Regions from separate parts of the Mus musculus genome. Here regions 2 and 3 are each linked to region 1. Evidence: chromatin contacts called from public Hi-C and HiChIP or PLAC-seq data. All regions are on one chromosome and are shown on one strand. Each heading gives the region's core, a stretch centred on a gene start, on an enhancer-like site or on the middle of the called end of the contact. The rest is flanking DNA. Distances are from core to core; before and after follow the strand shown. Region 1 overlaps Ahdc1 (AT hook, DNA binding motif, containing 1). Region 2 holds the start of Map3k6 (mitogen-activated protein kinase kinase kinase 6). Region 3 overlaps Wasf2 (WAS protein family, member 2).

Region 1 (4,504 bases), core at 1,064-3,563:
GTTTCTCTAGCCCATACACATAGCATTCAAGCAAAATCACTTTATTTCCAGGGTACCCATTAAGTATTATTTAAGTAGATCTCTGCCAGGGTGTCCCTGGGACGGTGAGTTGGATGATTTGAAGAGATAGGTGTTCAAGGTAGTTCTATTTACCCATATATAATAATTGGTGGTGTTGGGGATTTAAATGGAAGGCCTTGGGCCTGATAGGCAGTTCCATCTCTAGCCCATTCTGCAGAAAGGCAAACTTGAGGTTCAAGATGTCAAGTTTACAGTCAAATGTAACCTTTGTTGTTTTGAGACGGGGCCTCACTGTGTAACCTGGCTGGCTTCGACAGTACGGAGATCCACCCGCCTCTGCCTCCTAAGTGCTAGGATTAAAGTCCTTCAACATCAGCCCTACAGAAAGGAATCTTGGGCTCCTTCCGGTATACTAGTCGTTCTCAATGGAGAAAGGCCAATCAAACAGAAAACAGAACCAGGGTAAGTGGGGGTGGGGAGAAGGTGTGAACAACAGGTCCAGGTGTACTTCCTGGGCTGGAGTGGAGCCTAGGGGAATTTGAATTTGAATCTGCGCATCTGGTGGCGGCGGTGGGGTGGAAAGAGAGCAAGGAGCCCCAAAGGAAAAATCCTTCTGACCTTAAGCCGGTCTGGGCCTTACACCTGGAGACGCCAAGCTTTGTCCTCTGCCAGCCCCACCCCCCAGCGGAACAGTGGGAGCATCCGGAGGAGACCAGCCCCCACCTTGGGCATCAGTTTCCAGTCCACACTTAGAGCAGGCTGGGGAGGAAGGGCTTTAATTTAATACATTGTGCCCAGAACTGGTTTCCAGCACCCAGCACTTACAAGGTCTCTTACTCCGTGTAGATCTACCTGAACCTAACAGTAAGCACGGGTTTAATGAATAAATGAACACTCAATGACGCCAACGGCTCTCCCTCTCCATCCCCTTCTCACGAGACACTGATTACCTTGGGAAACCACATTATACAGGGGCCAGTGGAAGGCAGATGGGATTAATGCTTTAAGGGTGGCCTCTATCCTCCTGAAAGCGACTGCTGGTACTCAGGTGTCCTTACTGAGTTGGCCCCACACTAATTGCCTTACATGTGCAACTTTAAGCCCCACAAGGCCTAGTTTTTTCAGAAAAGTCAAAGGTAAAGGAGTAAAGAGACTTGCCCAAAGACACTGAACAGTGCAGGGCAGAGAAAGAATCAAACCATGCCTACTACCACCGATGCTTCGGTTTAACGCGGCGCGGTGAGCTCGGTGGGGGCGGGAATTGTAACTGAATCAGAGCCTTCGGCTGGGAGTGGCCAAACGGTTCATCCGTTTCCATCCGCACTTTACCAAACGGTACTAGAATCAGGCAAAGTTGTGGGGAAAGTAATCTCTGAACACACACGCGCGCGCGGACACACTCCCAACAGTAAAGGAAAAGAAAAGAAAAGAAAAGAAAAGAAAAGAAAAGAAAAGAAAAGAAAAGAAAAGAAAAGAAAAGAAAAGAAAAGAAAAGAAAAGAGAAAAGGAAGAGCCCTGAGAGGTCACTTACCAACTCCCCTGGCTTTCGGGGCTCCGGTAAACGGGACGCCCTCCCTCCCGGGTCCCTTTTCTGGACTCCCTGACCCGCAGGGTGCAGTTATGCCCCAAAGCAAGCTGCTGCCGGAGTTGGGGAAATCATCAAGGATGGTCCCCAGCCGTCCGCGGTCCACTGGCTCGGTCGTTGCCAGAGAAGGGGGCCTGGGAGCGAACGGCCTCGCCTGCCTTCGGCAGAGAGGAAGCCCTTCGACGCCTCGGCTCGAGCAGGAGGCGCGGGTCTGCCGGCCGAAAGAAGCCGCTCCGGAGTTTTGCCGCCGCCGCCGCCCCTCGAGCTACCTGGCCGCCCGGTGGCCGCGCCTGCGCCCCCGCCCCCTCCCCAGGAGGCCGCAGGGCTTCTGACTCCGGCGGAGGTGACGGGGCCGAGAGGGAAACCAGGCGGCGGGGGGAGGGGCGTCGCCTGCACCTGGCCCCTGTCCGCCGCCCAGGCCGGGGAAGGGCGGGCCTGGACCCCCGCCAGCCCCGAAGGAGCGGCGGGGGAGGGGAGCCTCCCGCCTCGCCCGGGGGAGGTCCGGGAAACCTCTCCCACCCCCGGAGCGGCGACGGCGGCGGCGGAGGCTACGGAGACGCGTGCGGGGGTCGGCCGGCTCGGCGCCCCCTTCCCGAGCCGCGCTGGGCCGGCTCCCCCGGCCGCTCGCGCTCTCCAGCTGCAGGAAATTCCAGAAGCTCTCCATCATCCCGGCGCAGCGCGCCGCCTGGGCTGCCAAGGCTCCCCGAAGGAGAGCCACATGCGGGCCGGCCGAGCGAGGGAGCGAGCGACCGCGCGGCCCGCCCTCGCCCCCACCCAGTCCCACTCGGCGAGGCAGCCACGTCGCCCGGCCCGCCGCTCCTTCCCGCGCCCCGGGGACGGCGGAATGCGTGGCAGCCCCGGCCGGGGGCTATTTTGAGCGGGAGGGGAGCGGCCCGGCCGCGCTGTTTTCGGCTTTTTCCTGGCCCCCGTCCCGCTAGCCGGGGCCCTCGGCTACCCGCGGAGGAGGGACACGTGGAAGGGGAGGGGAGGGCCGCTTCTATCCGGCTCGGGGCTGGGGAGGGCCCGGGAGACACCCGGCCCGACTCGCTTGCTCGGCCGGTCGAGCGGCAGAATTGCTAACACCGCCTGATTGCGGCTGGTGGCTGCGAGGCGCCCGCTACCTGCACGCCCCTCCTCCGGTGAGCGCCCGCGGCCCGGGCACTCCCTCCCCAGCGGCGGACTCAGGCCTCACTGGATAGCGCCGCCGAGCACCAGTGGCCAATCACCGGCCTCGATTTCCTTACCTGTAAGTTGGGATGAGCTACCCGGCTTTATTCGGAGAGTACCTTATTCACTTTGCCGTGCGCCTTTTCCTGAGCAAAACTTTTTTTTTTGAGGGGGGAGGGATATTTATTGAGAGGGATTTAAAAATCCCCCCTTTCAGAGTAAAAGTCCCTTACACCAAAACAGTGTATTTTCATACATTTACATCTAGCGCCTACTTCATATTAGTGGCCAACAACATGCACACTGGCTCTGCAGTATCAAAGAGCATTAACTCCATTAAGGTCCCAATAAAGATACAGTGTTTCTTGCCGGAGGAAACTGAGGTTCAGTAGTGACCTGCCAGAGGTTTGACAGCAGCACAGCCCAAAGTCAGACAAACTGGCTTCAGAATATTAATTACTGACACAAAGTAATTAAACCTTAAACAGAGGCGGAAACTAAAGCCCAATGTGTCAGAGTAGGTACCCAATAGAGGTCTCCCAACTCTTTAGTACCCCGCTGCAACAGTTGAGTCGGTTCAGCACCTGCTGTGGGACAGCTAGAGGGTCTAAAGATGGATACCATTTTGGATGTCCAAGAGCCCAAAGACTGCACTCTGCTTTCCAATGCTCGTCTCAGACTACTTGGCCCCTGAAGTTAACTTGTTTATCATATTCCGGACTCAACCCAGCCTCAGAGGTAAGGGGTACAAAAATGAGAGATGTGACACAGGGCGGGCGGGCGGGCGTGGGGGGGGGGCGCATCCTCACAGAGCCTGGAGATGCTTCCTGCTCCCTACACACACACACACACCACTCCAAGCAAGGAAACACAAAGGTTGGCAGTCACATATCACACCCTCCCTCCCGCCCCGGAAACCTGGCAGTTTATTTCTGTCTCCGGGTCCCCTGTTTCCATAGAGTCAGTCCAGGAAGGCTGGCAGCAGCTGGCTTAGAGGGGCAGGGTTTCTGCTCCAAGGGTCCAGCTGCCACCCTGCCTTCCCCCACCTACCAGGCCAGGACGGACTCCAGAGTCAGAGGTGACATTGGGATGAAAGGAAGGAGCTAAGAACCGGTGCTCAGAGGCGATGCCAAAAAGCCCTGAGAGGCGGGGGAGCCGCAGTAGAGGTTCCACCTGGGGCCAGTTGGTCAGAACCCTGAGGGAGGGGAATCCTTTCTCCTCAACCCACAGCCCAGGTGCCTTCTCCTGCTGGGCCAGTCTATACCGGTGCAAAGTGGCTAAAGGTGTAACCCAACACTTCAACTCAATTTATTCCAGATAATTCTGCCTCATGATTCCTGGACCCTCGTCCCAAAGAAAAGGCTGCCACCTGTCACACGTGGCTTCTGAGAACACTGTTAGTCTCAAGTGAGAGATGGATAAAATACACGGCAGTTTCTTTAGTCCTACTATTAAAAAAGGAAAGTAGCCCAGCAGTCCTGTAATGATGATATGCTGAGGTGACCCTACCTTTGATGTGCTGCGTTAGATATGATACATTAGTGAATGGATTTTGCTTCTCTTCTCTTCTCTTCCTTAGAGCCCCCAGCACATGCCTGTAATTCCAGCACGTGGGAGTCTAAGACTCCTTTGCGACAGAGACAACCTGTCTTAGGAAAAAAAAAAGTGGTTGCACGCCTTTAATCCCAGCACCAGGGAGGCAGAGGCAAGCGTATCTCTGTTGGTCCAGGC
Region 2 (4,504 bases), core at 1,240-3,739, 200 kb before region 1:
TGGGAAGAAGGCAGCAATTAGTGGAGGTCACACATAGGTCAGCACAGGGTTAGAGACGGACTGGCGGTTAGTACTGGTGAAGATAGGAATAGAAGAAAAGAGCCGCACGTCACAAAAGGATGCTACATGGTGCTGAGGGTCACACTGATGTCAGAGACAAAGGAGGAGGCTAGGAAGGTTAGTAGGGGTCAGAGGTTATAACGTTGGCATGAGGGGTAGATTCTGCTCACCGAGTTCTTCTGGAAAACATCCTCCTGCAGGAGGCAGACAATCAGATACTGGCATTCTGGGGTGGCCTCACCCCAACCCTGCACCTGTCTTCCCAGCCCCCAGCCCCCTGGCCACTTACACGAAGGGCCTGCAGATCAGGGAGCTCTGCCTGGGAACAGAGGAGCACGTTGTTGGTCATGCTGAAGCTCTCACGCACGCCGAGGTGGTAGAACAAGGAAGGCTGTGCCAGGGAGCTGCTCACCTCCAGCACCACTACATCTGTGGACACAGAAGTGTAGGCCTGAGCGTGGAAGCCCACCTCAGTGGCAAAGGAGCCTGGAGATGCATGCCACGTCAAGTGCCTTGCCTGCACCTCATGCCAAAGTCGGTGCTGCTCTCGAGAGCTTCCCGGGGTTTTCACAGTACTCTTATTGGTGGTGTTACAGGAGATGCCCAGGGACCTTCATCCCACTGAGCACTTCCAGGTTATGTAGGAGACAGGAACTTTGCAAAAAGAAGTCCCATTCTCTCTCTCTTTCTCTGTCTCTCTCTCTCTCCTCTCTCTCTTGTTTTATTTATATGTATGTGTGTGTTGGTGTGAGTGTATGATAGAAAGCGGCATCAGGATCCTCTGGAGATAAAGTTACAGGTGGTTGTGAGCATGCACACCCCGTGTGCATGCTGGGAACCTCGGGTCCTCGGGAAGAGCAGCAAGTGCTCTTAACCTCAGCGCCATCTCTCCAGTCTTGAAGCCAGGGTCCTGAGGGTGATCTGCATCATCGTGTGTGAAGACAACGTCGTGCTTTTATGTGTGTTTGTGTAGCTTACTGTATCCAGCCATCTTTAAGTGACAATGTCCGCAAGGGAGGGACTGTATGAGTCAACGCAGATGATTCCACTTTATCTGTGGTCTGACCGGGTCAGCCTTCATTTTTAAGCTACAATTTAGCAGATGTCCAGGATACAAGGCTCTCTGACTCGGAGATAAACAAATAGGGATGAGGTGGAGCATCCGGTAGGTGGGAAAGAGAGGAATAGCTATCTTCCGACCTCACCCTTGGACTCCCTGTATCTCCTCTAGACCCACCCCTGCCCCACCCATTTTCTTTCGACTCCTAGTCTCCAAATACAATCCCTTTCTCCTATAATCCAGTCCCGAAGAGTTGCCTCAGTACTTCCTTTCCCGCCCCTTTAGTCCCATGTGGGATGTAGTATGCTAGGACTTATCAACCCCAATCCTGCAGAGATGGCCCCTTGCCATAGACCGAACTTCCGTCTCAGGCCTGATTCACCCTCAAAAGTCCAACGTGAGATCATCCTGAAAAAGAGTTCTCCCGCTTACGCAGGGAAGCGCAGCTCTGCCCCTCCCTCAGCCCCGCCCCTCCCCAGCCCCGCCCTTAGAGTTCGCCTGCTCCGCCCCACCTGCTTGGCACCACGCTCACCGAAAGATACTTAAACTCCGGAGCCAGGCCTGAATCCCCAGATCCAGCCTCAAGCCCATCACATCCATAATCCACTAAATGCCCTGTCGTTACTGCCTTGTCTCAAGTTCGGCTTTAGTTTACCGTAAATTCCCTAGACCTGGTACCCACACCCGCCCCGTCAGGGTTCTAAAGCTCCGCCCCTTGCCCCGCCCAGACTCAAGCCCCGCCCCGAGACGCTCACCCGCGTTGTAGAAGGAGTCCAGCGCAGCGGTGTCGCCTAGCGCCAGCGTCGCAAAGGGTAGGCTGCGTAGCTGCGGGGGTGGCCGTGTGCCCTGGAGCTGAGCGCAGGCCTCGCGCAGGCATCGCAACGGCAGCGGCTCTGCCTCGGTTCCCGACCCGGGCTCCACCCCGAGCCCCGGCTCCCGGGTCAGCACGTAGACCACACTGAGAGGCCGGCTCCGCGCGCAGCCCCGACCCGTGACCGCAGGAGACGAGCGGCCCCGGCTCAGCGCCTCCGCCAGCGGGTCCTGCCAGCAGCTGCCCGCCCGTTCTAGAACCCCGGCCCCAGGACATGGCCCCGCCATGCGGGGGCGCTCAAGCGCGGGGCCCCGGGCGCGGGGAACCCGGGACAGGGCACGAGGCTGAAGGTGTGGATCCAGTCGGGATCCGGAGATGGGCTGGACGTCCTGTTCCGGAACTCTTAAGTCCAGAAAGACTTCTTTGCTCAATCTTTCACGGTCCTTACAGATCTGCAATCCAGGACTGGGTTCTGGGAATCTGGGGTACCCAGTAATCCTCGGCTCACAGGTCACAGAAGAGTCCTGGGAAGTCAACCGGCAGCGTGCTACACCCAGACTTCTCAAGGGAGCGCTGGCAGTCACTCTGTCCTGCCCTCACATGTAGGCTGGGCCCAGCCCTTTCCCGACTGGGAAAGGCTCCACCCTCGGCCCTGGGGCAATGAGGCTCCCCAGCGGCTCTCCCTCCCTCCTCTCCGGCTAGAACCTCTGACACTGTCCACTTCCGGAACAGCCTGTGCCCCTATTCGGGCCAAACACTGTTGACTGCTTACTGCAAGCGCTCGTAAGACGTGTGCCCAGCCCAGGGATAGGAAACAGGACAGCCCCGCCCTGCAGGGACCTGGTAAATGAATGGACACTGGGCGGGGGAAGGACGGGGGAGCAAAACATTGTGTAGGCGGCACATGTAATGTTCCTGCTGGTAGGGGTCAGAATGTTGACAAGCGCTTTCCTCAGAGCCTCTCTTGCAGTGAAACCTTGTGGACCTTATTGGTCCACCCGAAACTTGACCATGGAGCTGAAAAGCACTTCTACGGTAAACTTCCTATCTACCCTTTGAAGGAACTCCAGAAGTCTCCGCTTTTTGGGTTACAAGGTTATCCCGGCTTCAAATTCACCAAGAAGCTTTAACATCATAGTATGAATCTAAGTTGCTATAAACCTTAGAGGGCCCTGAACTTAGAAATGAGACTTTGAGACTCTGAGGTTAGGGCCATGTTTCATAATCGTTTATTATGGTAGGGCTTGGGCATGAGAGACAGCACAGCTGTAAAGACCACTTGCTGCTCTTTCAGAGGGCCCTGGTTTGGTTCCCAGCACCCACATGGTGGCTCACCATCATCTGTAACTGTAGGCCCAGGGGAGTCCTGGCACTCTCCTGACCTGCATAGGCGCCCAGCACATACATGGTGCACATATATAATTACAGGCAAAAGATGCACATGAAATAAAACTAAAACTTTATAAAAATAATATGTTGGGGCTTTGGACAAATGGACCTTTCAACAAACGGTAGGAAGCCTCTGTTTCACAGCCTTCTTGTCTCATGGAAGGAAAAAAATATATCTTCCTAGGTTTGAACCAATGGGATAGACGAGCAATAGAAAGGGAGAATGTGGCCCATTACAGAGGTTTGGGTAGAAAACACACTTACAAGAAACAAATGGGAACCAAGTGGTGGTGGCACATGTCTTTAAGCCCAGCACTCAGGAGGCAGAGGCAGGTGAATCTCTGAGTTCAAGGCCAACCTGGTCTACAGAGTTTCCAGGACAGCCAGGGCTGCTGAGTGAAACCCTGTCTCATAAAATCAACCAACCAACCAAACAGCAAACAAAGAGTGAGAGAAAGCTGTCCTCAGATGCATCCACTTTGGGCTTGGGGGCCCAGGAGGATTGCGAGTGGGTGGTTGAATCTCTCACCTCACTGCCCCCTAGCATTTCTTGCATCCTTCTAGGATCTGAAGCCCGGAGAAGTCCTACCCATTCGTCTTCCTGATTAGAAGTTCTTCCTTGAATGGAACTGAAGCTTGTGTCCCTGCCCTGTTTTCTATAGGTTTTCTCCTGAGTAAGAAAAGATTTGTAAAGTGTTACAAAGTGGCCCTGCAAGCAGAGGCAGTTGGCAGTGAGGTGGCCAAGGGATGGAAGCTGTAAGGAGTGACGATACCGACAATCGAGTGCTCTAGCAAAGCATTATGTGTAATCCCACAGTAGGGGTGACCCATGCCTTTTTCTGAGGTCCAGTCAATGCCATACATGTGGGCAGTGGTCTCAGATGCAGCATAATGCCCCTTGAGATTGGTTCAGTTGCAGGATCCGTACAACCCAGCACCAGGGACAGTTACTGCACAGTTGTCCCATCTTGAATAAGGCTCTGCACCATCAGTGGTAGAAGTCTTTCCACTGGGCTGGAGAGGTGGATCAGCAGTTAAGGGCACTGACTGCTCTCCTGAAGGTCCTGAGTTCAAATCCCAGCAACCACATGGTGACTCACAACCACCCATAATGAGATCTGACACCCTCTTCTGATGTGTCTGAAGACAGCTACAGTGTAGTTACATGTAATAATAAATTAATC
Region 3 (4,504 bases), core at 1,359-3,858, 150 kb before region 1:
ACAGTGAATCAACCAACCAACCAACCAACCAAAACTTCTGAAAGACAATTCTACCCCTTGCCTTTCAAACTCCAAGGGCACATCTATATCAACCACCACCACTGAGGGCACAGGTGTCTAGACCAACCGTTTTTAGTTCCTTTTAAAACATGCTTTAGATTTATTTTATTTTTATTTAATGTGTGTGTATGCGTGTCTCTGTGCACATATGTGGGTGCCCATAAAGGCCAGAAGGGGGTGTAAGAGCACACGCAGCTAGAGTTACTGACGGTTGTGAGTTTCTGCTCTAAGTGCTGGGAGCTGAACTTGCAGTAGCAGCAGATGTTCTTACGGGTTGAACTGTCTCTCCAGGCCCTGACAGCAACATGTTTATAGTAACCACTGCTTGTTTCTGTTAGGCCAAGTCCAGATAACTGAGAGGAAGGAGATACTAATTCTGGCAGTATTAGTATCAAAAAAAAAAAATAATACAGTTTCCAGAAAGATGAAACATCTCAATATTATTTGTCAATCCTATCCCACCATACAAACACTGTCTCATATCGTTTTCAGTACTATGAGGTATGTCAACCCTTTCTATCACACACTATCCCCAAACTCAATCAGACTAAAGAGTGACAGCCCTGGGGCAAGCAAGACTCCATATCCTTTACTAGGACCAAGGGCAGATATTCTTCTTGATCTCTGTGAGACGCTACCAAGCTCCTATTTGGGGCTCGAGGGACAGACCAGTGTCCTTGAATTCAAGAGGTACACACACACACACACACACACACACACACACACACACACACACTCTGCTTTTCAGTGTACCCATGCCTGACCGCCAGCACCCACGTCTAGCTACCTGTAACTACTTTTTATGGATACAAGCAAGATAAATATTCCCTTTCTACTTCTGCTCAGTTGGTCTGTTCAAGATGACATTAGCAAATCGCCAGAGGGGAGGACTCTAGGTTGTCTTTAAACCTACCATCTTCCTTTCCCATGTCTACCTACACCAGGGCTGGTCCTTACAGAAGAAACCATCCAAAGGGTGTTCAAAATGAAGGGACCGGCACTCACGTGGAAGGACACCAATACTCCCCACACTGTGATCCCCCCCTCCCCAGCAGCCAGTATGAGGCTGGTCCCATTAACTTGCCCAAACATCTGGTAATTTAGAGTTTTCTGAGAAAGTGGAAAGCCGGTTAGAATGTGGCCCCTGGGAATCCGTGTGCAGGACTGCCTGCTAACAAGTCCTCTTGCTTCTGTAATAACTAAATTCCTTGGATGGAATCCAGATGGACTTACTTTTCCCAAGTTAAACTTTGCAGCATCAATGGTACAGCAAACTTTCAGTACATAGGAGACGCGGCATGTCCGTCAGAGACCAGACAAGAATGAGCTAACGGTCTCTGCTGGGGTGGGCAGGGAGTTCAACAGTATTCTCTCTCTGATACAGATATTATCTTTAGAGATTTTAGACAATGCAGTTTTTAATCACACACACAGAGAGAGAGAGAGAGAGAGAGAGAGAGAGAGAGAGAGAGAGAGCGAGCGCACGGTTACCTGTAAGGACTGAGATTGTTAAGAGGGGGAGGAGCGTCACAGCTGTTATAGGTCTCTAAGACGGGCACCGGGAGAGAGTTCCTGTCAAAGAGCTTCTGGTCTTGGGTGGTAGAACTTCTGAAGGCCTTCCGAGTGTTGATTCCTTGTAGTGACACTGAGAGAAGGAAGATGGAAGGCGTTAGAAAATGGACGGCAGGCTATTTGAGCAAACACTGAGTCACACCGTCGGAGACGCCTCAGCTGCTGCCTTTCTTGGCAGCCAGGTTTTTTTTCCCTTCCCCCTCTGGGGAAGCCCCACGAGGCTGTCAGCAGCCCAGCCATTTCATGACTGAACAGATGAAGCAACACAAAGGTTTACTATGTGGCCAGATCTTGCAGGCCTCTCCATGGGTGAAATGAGTCTTCCAAGTACTTTTATGGTAGCAAAATACCACTGAGGGAAAGGAAACGTGAGAACAAGGGGACTGGGGGGATGGCAGTGTGCTGTGTGGTAAAGGGAAAAAGGTTTCTTTACACCACCTAGGCTTATGTCGCTTCCAAGTAGACGTATATCAGTCTCTCTGATCTCTCCTCTTGCTTTGTAACAAACCAGGGCAGGATTCTGAGGCACTCCTCGGCAGAGCCTGCAGCTCTGGCTAAGCCTCCTTACCTTCTTCTTCCTTGGGATCCAGCTGAGTGACTTTAACTTGTACTCGGTCAACCCGCTCAGCAAGGGAGTTTACTCGGGAGGCAAAGGCACTTGCCTGAGTACAAATCTCTCCGAAAATGTCCTCTGCATACTTACCTAGAAAGGGCAAACAGAGCAAGTCACTAGTGCACAGGAGTGAGAGGAACCAGCCCAAAGACTAAAGAGTATATCGTACCCCAAACACACACACACACATGCTTGTTCTTGGAGAAAGAGACAGTTTCCATAGCCTGGTCACTCTGTGCTTATATAGTCCATAACTAATAGAACCTCTTTGGCAAATTCTGAACAAACATGAAATTAAAAGCAGGTTCAACAAAATCGAAAGGTGCAATGTCAACAAGTTAGTCCCGGAAAAGCAGCCAGTGTATGCAAACATTTGTCCTTGGCTCTCACCCTCCTGTTCTGTAAAGCACCTTGTAAAACGGCTCTGAGAGCAGCCTGAAAGTTAGAGCAACAACTAGGCGTCCATGCTTAATACACTAAATTACGTCCTCAGTTGAATTTCAAAAGCCCACTGAAAACCAAGATGTGGGTATCTCTAAGGGGCCTGAATTTTCCCACCCCACACAGAGATGCCAAATTTCTTCTAAGGGTGAAAAGGTCACCTTACATTCTCTAACCCACAGCTTTCAAAGTCTTTGCTCCAGGTTACAATCCTTCAAATCCACACCCCAGGGAACAAGCGAAAAGCTGAGATATTCAAGCCCTCCCTGAAAAACAAGACACCACTGGTCTTTTTCCACAAGGTCTCACTTTTTAGAATAAGAAAAGAGTTCTGTACTTTCAACCCTGAATGCAAGGAGAATTTGTAGCCAAAGAAACCGCCATGTGGAATAAATACCTCCACACTGTTATTCTGAGCCGCAAGGGATGGGAGAGGTATGAGGAGTAAGTCTCCACACCTCGGATGCTCACGCACAAAGGGAAGGCAGCCGTAAACGACTGCCCAACCTGACGAGAGTTTGAGACCTAGTTAAAGTAAGGTCTCATTTTTTTTTCCTTTAGCTTCTAAGCTTAGTACATATTTAAGGGGGAATTAGGCTAACCTAGCCTGGAAGGGCAAAACCACACCCTCGGGGTAAACTGCAGTTAACTTGTGCACTGGGAGCTCCTGGTGCATTTAATAAATCAAGGAGGAGCTCCCAATTCTGCATACTGCACGCTTCCATGCAGCAACAGTCAAGAGGCATTCCTGAGCTCAAAGGACTCAGAGGCCAACATGCTGCGTCCCTGCTCTGCTGCAGGCAGAAGGTCCTGTTTGATATGTTGATAATACAGCAGTGCTCCTGCTCCACCAGGTAAAGAAAAATTGTGTTTGGAAACAAAAGCAAAGAAATAACGCAGGATTATGCATGGGAAATGAACCAACCTTAAAAACACCCAATGGTGGTGGCTCCCACCTGTAATCTTAGCACTTGGGAGGCCGAGGGGGAGGCTGTTTGTTCAAGGCCAGCCTGGACTACATAGTGAGACTCTGTCTCATAACAAATGTAAAAATTCAACTGCTCTGGCGGAAAAGAGAAAAATACAAGTTAACCCATCTTTCTGTCTCCCAGAGAAGACTGAGATTTTCGGTTCCACAGTAGAAGGGCTTGTGACAGTGGGCATCAGGTAAAAATCTTACAAAAGATCTCAATATACAAAATTTATTATTATTATTTTGAGACAGGGTCTCACTATGGAGCACTGGCTGGCTCGGAACTTTCTGTGCAGACAAGATCTTTGAAAACTGTGAGTTAGAAAACATAAAGTGACCTCCTCACCAGGAGAAGTCCTACATTCCTGCGTCAGAGATAGATAAGTTAGAGATATCTTCATCTTGGTCTGATGTTCTACTGAAGTAATTTCTCATACAGTGTGAGGGTCATGGATCCCTGCTTGTTCCTCGTCACTCCCAAGCTGCTCTCCAGAGCCACCGGACAAGGAGCCTTTGAACCCAGAGATCCGCCTGCCTCTGCCCTCCAAGTGCTGGGATTAAAGGCCTGTGCTCAGCTTTCCTTTCTCCTTTCTGAGGCAGGGCTTCTCTGTGTGGCCCTCGCTGTGCTCTGTAGACCAGGCTGGAGTAAAGGCGTGCACCAGCACTGCCTGGCCTCTTCCTTGCCATGTCAGGTCAGGCCCTGGGCGACTCAGAATCACACTATGGAAAATGGAAAGAGCAGCAGACCTCAAATCAGAAGCCTCAGACTGTTAGAGCTCAGATCTTTATTTTTAGACACTGCCTCACTTCGTCCCCTGGCTGGTTTCAAATTCACTTAGTAGACC

The links. A called contact is a pair of places that touch in the nucleus more often than the background predicts. HiChIP or PLAC-seq counts read pairs in DNA pulled down with a chosen protein or histone mark.
Region 2: a contact with region 1 is called in a Hi-C map of bone marrow-derived macrophages, with 32 read pairs. The contact joins the promoter of Map3k6 here to the enhancer-like site in region 1. A contact is called at or near these places in 2 of 39 promoter capture datasets (the C10 cell line and cranial neural crest), 2 of 484 Hi-C or Micro-C datasets (bone marrow-derived macrophages and embryonic stem cells), 17 of 115 datasets of contacts at active chromatin or transcription factors (CD4 T cells, T-cell acute lymphoblastic leukemia, acute myeloid leukemia and 11 more) and 3 of 9 other capture datasets (adipose tissue, liver and pancreatic islet).
Region 3: an H3K27ac HiChIP or PLAC-seq map of embryonic stem cells shows a contact between it and region 1, with 5 read pairs. The contact joins two enhancer-like sites. A contact is called at or near these places in 3 of 484 Hi-C or Micro-C datasets (bone marrow-derived macrophages, conventional type 1 dendritic cells and epidermal suprabasal cells), 18 of 115 datasets of contacts at active chromatin or transcription factors (T-cell acute lymphoblastic leukemia, cardiomyocytes, double positive thymocytes and 12 more) and 4 of 9 other capture datasets (adipose tissue, embryonic stem cells, liver and 1 more).

What each region holds. Positions count from the first base shown.
Region 1 is chr4:133,036,835-133,041,338 of GRCm38.p6, reverse strand. The region is part of intron 2 of Ahdc1 (AT hook, DNA binding motif, containing 1); the gene reads right to left. Among named protein-coding and RNA genes, the nearest start is that of Ahdc1, 28 kb to the right of the region's middle. Within about 2 kb of position 2,313, at least 206 of the 459 cell types and tissues checked have an H3K27ac peak or open chromatin away from gene starts, as enhancers often do. A contact at or near this core is called in bone marrow-derived macrophages, craniofacial prominence, embryonic stem cells and 10 more, where this site is marked.
Region 2 is chr4:133,238,803-133,243,306 of GRCm38.p6, reverse strand. It overlaps Map3k6 (mitogen-activated protein kinase kinase kinase 6), which reads right to left and starts at 2,489. Exons shown (of 29, transcript NM_016693.5): 1 at 1,876-2,489; 2 at 350-489; 3 at 231-254. The coding sequence starts at 2,218. It also overlaps the pseudogene Fcnc-ps.
Region 3 is chr4:133,182,800-133,187,303 of GRCm38.p6, reverse strand. Wasf2 (WAS protein family, member 2) reads right to left here. Exons shown (of 9, transcript NM_153423.6): 3 at 2,201-2,335; 4 at 1,552-1,705. Among named protein-coding and RNA genes, the nearest start is that of Mir7017, 11 kb to the left of the region's middle. Within about 2 kb of position 2,608, at least 195 of the 459 cell types and tissues checked have an H3K27ac peak or open chromatin away from gene starts, as enhancers often do. A contact at or near this core is called in bone marrow-derived macrophages, embryonic stem cells, epidermal suprabasal cells and 7 more, where this site is marked.